Linked DNA regions of Danio rerio: region 1 is linked to region 2. Evidence: chromatin contacts called from public Hi-C data. All regions are on one chromosome and are shown on one strand. The core of a region is the stretch at or near the end of the contact, and the rest is flanking DNA. Distances in the headings are between cores, read along the strand shown.

Region 1 (2,700 bases), core at 161-2,660, 38 kb before region 2:
GGGAAGAATAAAAACATTCCAGATCAGGATATGAGACTGCTGAAATGAGAGTTAAACTACGCTTCTAGACGTCTGACTAGAGTATTTAATGCAGCACGATGAGGGAATACAGCGCTACAGGATTACAAAAACACTTTCATTAAAACGCTCACATCAATTAAACACTATCTCCACGAGTCTACGACTGAACATATCATACTGATGTTACCCACGATCAGAGGCGCCGCTAGGAGTTCTGGGCTCCGTACAGTACATTTCACCCAGTCAGAATCTCTCGCTAGAAAATGCGGGATGGTAGATTTATTGGGGCCCTCGGGGAGCGTCTGAGCCCCCGGTTTCCAGCACTAGCAGCGCCGCTGCCTTCAGTATATACACAAAGTGCAGGGAGGCACTTCAAAACGCATGCTTTACTTTAAAAACTGGTGCGAAACACTAATGTCCATGCAGCTAACAGTGAGATCAAACACGACGGAGGCTCAGGGGCCGACGCTGCACACGTCAGCCTAAATTCACATTACGGTGTTCATATGGCGCTTGTTTTCAAGATTACAACACTGTTTAGTTAGCGAACCGATTAGACACATTAGGGATCTAGAATCCATTTCTGGGATTAGCTGTGATTTCGAATGTGAATCTCTGATTGGCTTGGCGAGGTATGTGAACGCGTGTGATTGGTCGATCGGACAGTGATGATTTGCAGCATGACGGGGCTCAGAAACAGTCGTCTGGAGGAGATGAAAGAGGACGGACATCCAGAGGTAGCGTTTTGGATCAGCGCACATATAAAATCCTCTTTAAGATGATTCATCGTGATACCGCCAGTGATTCGAGCCTTGGTGAGTGTGTTTTTCTGAGGTAAACTCTTTTAAAAGGGATGCGAAAGTGCGATAAATGAAATAAAAAACAGCGTCAGCAGTAAAAGACACGAAGGCATCAGGTATTTAAAAACACTGGATTATAAAAACAGGTAAACATCGATCCTCTCCAGCATGCGCTTCACTCTGCAGCAGGAGTGCTCATGTCCCTGACGGATACACCGGGGTTATGGAGGAGCCTGAGTTACTTCTACATCTCATCAGCCTTGGGGAATGTTCTGAGCAGATGTGGGCTAGTTTAGAGATGGCTGTGTAAATCGGTTAATGAAGCCAAACCTGGTTTAGCGTATATAAATGAGCCGCGTCAGTTTGATAGATGCACTTCTGGAGCTCGTGGTTTGGTTGTGCAATATAAATATATATATATTTATGACTTGTGCTTTATTAGGAATGAAAGGTAAGGCTTGCATTGCATATTTCAGTACATCTGAAGGGCTCTGGTTAAACCTGAACTGTAAATATACTGGCCTGTGCTCTTGAGACGCACACACACGTGTGCCGTACGGTCGTCTGTGTCCTAGCAACACCCTATGAGGCTGATGAGAAACGCTGTGATTGGACAGAGAGGGTCTACGGTGAGCGAGGAGGTTGATACGGTGAGCTGCTACAGGCAGTGTGTGTCTGGAAAACACTCCTCAAACATGAAGGTGTTGAAGTGTACTGGCGTGGAGAATACTTTACACAAGCGTGTCAGCTTTTGGCCTCACATTCTCGTGTTACGCGTGTTTAGATTTAGTTAAAGAGGTTAGAAACGAACAGGAGTCATCTAGGAAAGCTGTTTGTGCTCTATGTGCATGGATGTAGGTTGGTTGTCTCTGCTTTTGGGTTGGGTCGGGTCGGGGGGGGGGTTTAATCGTTTTTCCAGGGTTCTTCCTCAACGACTGTGATCTCCGCAGTCGAGCCGTTGGTGGCCGCCAAGGTTACCTGAAACATCACACACATCTGAGCACACGGCCAGAAAACACACACACATGTCTGGAGCAAAGATTTCTGGGACTAGCTGATGTTCACTTTCTGCTAAATCTGCAGCCTCTAGTTCTAGATTAATAAGACGTGTCCTTGTGAACATCACTGATACTAGTCTCCAAATGGAGCCCAGATTCTGATTGGTTGTTCAAGTATTTAGTTCTCTTTGCTAGTATAAATCATCCTGAAAGTTCCTCCTTATCGTTCCTCATAATCCACTCCTTCATTTCTGCAATATAACATGGCAGTCAGTGCTACTGCTTAGAAATCTGTGCTCCAAAACTAAAGCTGTTCCATATAACTGTGATAAAAGCAGACAATCGAACACTCAACGACAAATACACACACTGTGATATGATAAAAAAACTTGCATTAATGAATACAAACACAAGGTACAACCATCTTACAAGCATGTGTGAGTGGTTATGTGGCGGGGCCTCTACGGTGGATTGCAGTTTTAGATAACCTGGGTTAGTTTGGGTTAAGTTCAGATTCACATTCAGAGTGCGCAAACACAAGACAACAGCAGCAGGAGCAGAGATGACGAGAGAACCCAGAACACAAGCTAACCATCTCACAACATGAGCAAAACTGATGTCGACTGATAAGCCCACGTATAAAAATACCAGAGGAACTTACAGATCATACTGGAGTGTTTTTGATCTGCACTATAGTAAAGTACATTGATTTATCCAACATGGAGATTCTACAGTTGCTATGGTAACACAACAACTGTAGTAACTGATATATTGTGGCGATTCTACAGTTGCTATGGTAACACAACAACTGTAGTAACTGATATATTGTGGCGATTCTACAGTTGCTATGGTAACACAACTGTAGTAACTGATATATTGTG
Region 2 (2,700 bases), core at 143-2,642:
ACACATACATTCATGGGCACACACAAACACAAACACACACATGCACACATTCATGGACACAAACACAGATGCATTTATGCGCACACACACATGCATATATGCACACATGTACATGCATGTATCCACATACATACACACACACACATTCATGCACACACACACACATACATTCATGCGCACAAACACACACAAACACACACACACACACACATTCATGCACACAAACACACACACACACACACACACACATTCATGCACACACACACACACACACACACACACACACACATTCATGCACACAAACACACATACATTCATGCATACACATTCACACACTTATGCACACACACTTATGCACACATTCACTCATGACCAAACACACACACACACACACACCTTATTACTGTCAACCTGCAGAATGAGTTAACGCACAATTGACAATATTCTCAAAATTCCAGAAACCTCATCCTCATCATCATCCTCCTCCTCCTCATCCTCCTCCTCCTCCTCCTCAGCGCTTCAGTGTTCATGAACTCTTCCATTGCTGAACCCAAACTGACACACTACAGAGATCAAACACCTCATGATGATAATAATGTTTGAGCGAAAAGAGCTTTCATTTATTCAATATTACTGCAGGAACACATGTGTGCCCATACCGCATCTTCACACAGACACACACACACACACACACACACACACACACACACACACACGGGTCCCTCAACACAATGAACAGACAGTCTGTTTTGTCACTCATGAGGCTTTTGAAGTCCAGCAGGATGAAGATAATGGATTATCTGCATGAAGACTCGTACAATCACACATTAGTCAAGCAGCTCTGCACACACACACACACACACACACACACACGCACACACACACATACACACACACACACACACAGCATGATTGATCAATAAAACTGAACAAAGAGATTCCACAGGAGCCACCGAGAGTCTCCATGAGCCTGTTCCGCTCTCACATCTACTGCAAGACTTCCTGAAGCTTCATCAGAGACAGGTCAATCAGCAGATCAATTAAACAGTCTTCATCATCATCATCATCACGCATACACAACACACACCAGATCACAGTGTTACAGACAAACAGGCGCGCGCGGATGAGACTCACCTGTCAGGCTGGCCGTGTGTGTGTGTTCAGCAGGTGAATGAGCGTGTGTGTGTGTGTTGTCTTCTTCTTCTTGTTGTCGTGTCACGCGCTGTGCTCGGGTGTCGCGCGCGGAGGAGGCTGGAGGAGTGCTCGGGTAATCCGCTGTTCGGAGCTCATGAACCGGCAGACTGAAGCAGAGCAGCTCGGGGACCCTGATGTGTGTGTGCGCGTGTGTGTGAGTGTGTGTGTGTTTACACTCCCGCTGCTCCGCCTCACTGCGAGCCGGTCCTCCTCCGGTCTCCACCTTCAGCTGGAGGATACACACACATGCGCGCGCGCACACACAAATATACAGAGTCCCTACTAACCATGTATTCAAAAGCGTGCGTGTGTGTGTGTGTGTGTGTGTGTGTGTGTGTGGTAGTGGTGGAGGTGTGGGGGGGGGGGGTATTTTACATAAGAAGAAAGCAATGTGAGGCACACAGGTGTACTGGGAGTCACTTGATGCAGTTACACTAGTACTATAACCTGACTTCTGCAGTCTTGATCTGACGCACACACACACACACACACACACACACACACACACACACACACACCACACGGATTAAACCATTAAACAGAATCTATTAAACCCCCAAATCAATGAAGGGAATGGGAAACGCTGTCATCTGTTCACACTCTAGCTGTTCTGCACTCCTCTACAGTGGGCTGTGGGGAGGAACACTGCTCATCCTCTGCTCCATCATCTCTCGGCTGTGTTCTGAGGTCATGAGCTCTTCTTTATGGCTGTAATGTAAAGCTTCAGCAGAAGAAAAGAGGATCACGAACACAACTCTAAGCTCTCAGATTATATTAAGCTCCTCACAACACTTTCACTTCTTCACGACTGTGTCATGCTGCGCTTTTGTTTTTGCTCTTCAGTCATTTAAGTATCATTTATTCCCTTCTGTGATTTATTAAATTGGTTTTGTTCTATATGTTGGTGTGTTGATGAGATTATAAAGCGGATGTCATTCCAGTTTACTTTGGTCATTTTTAATGTAATTCTGCATCACAATTTATTGATGTTATGAACACAGAACTAAAGAAACTGGACTGAAACTGCGGCGTCACGATAGCACTGTGGCCTCACACCAAGAAGGTCTCTGGTTTGAGTCTCGGCTGGGTCAGTCGGTGTTTCTGTGTGGAGTTTGCATGTTCTCCCTGTGTTGGTGTGGGTTTCCTCCAGGTGCTCCATCACAGTCCAAACACATGCGCTATAGGGGAATGTATGAGTGTGATTGAGTGTGTATGGGTGTTTCCCAGTGATGGGTTACAGCTGGAAGGGCATCCGCTGTGTTTGAAACACATGCTGGAATAGTTGGCGGTTCATTCCACTGTGGCGACCCCTCATGAATAAAGGGACTAAGCCGAAGGAGAGTGAATGACTGAATCTTAAACACAACAGATCTTGGAATCAACAGTCAGACATTGAGCTGAACTCTTCTGCACTCTTTCCTGCTTTCTGACTGTGTAGATTGTGTCAGCATGGGTGAAGTACAGAGAGTAGAGAGAAGACATGACGATACTTCATATTGTGAACCA

What was found. Hi-C and Micro-C count contacts between places; a contact is called where the count stands out from the background.
Region 1: a Hi-C map of embryo shows a contact between it and region 2, with 2.5 times the contacts expected there. The contact joins the enhancer-like site here to the promoter of slc1a2b in region 2. A contact is called at or near these places in 5 of 18 Hi-C or Micro-C datasets (caudal fin and embryo) and 1 of 4 datasets of contacts at active chromatin or transcription factors (embryo).

What each region holds. Positions count from the first base shown.
Region 1 is chr25:40,127,886-40,130,585 of GRCz12tu, reverse strand. slc1a2b (solute carrier family 1 member 2b) reads right to left here. Exons shown (of 11, transcript NM_199979.2): 11 at 1-1,799. The coding sequence ends at 1,725. Among named protein-coding and RNA genes, the nearest start is that of cd44b, 17 kb to the left of the region's middle. Within about 2 kb of position 1,410, at least 4 of the 62 cell types and tissues checked have an H3K27ac peak or open chromatin away from gene starts, as enhancers often do.
Region 2 is chr25:40,089,623-40,092,322 of GRCz12tu, reverse strand. It overlaps slc1a2b (solute carrier family 1 member 2b), which reads right to left and starts at 1,392. Exons shown (of 11, transcript NM_199979.2): 1 at 1,135-1,392. It overlaps pamr1b (peptidase domain containing associated with muscle regeneration 1b), which reads right to left. Exons shown (of 14, transcript XR_012400567.1): 14 at 2,130-2,295.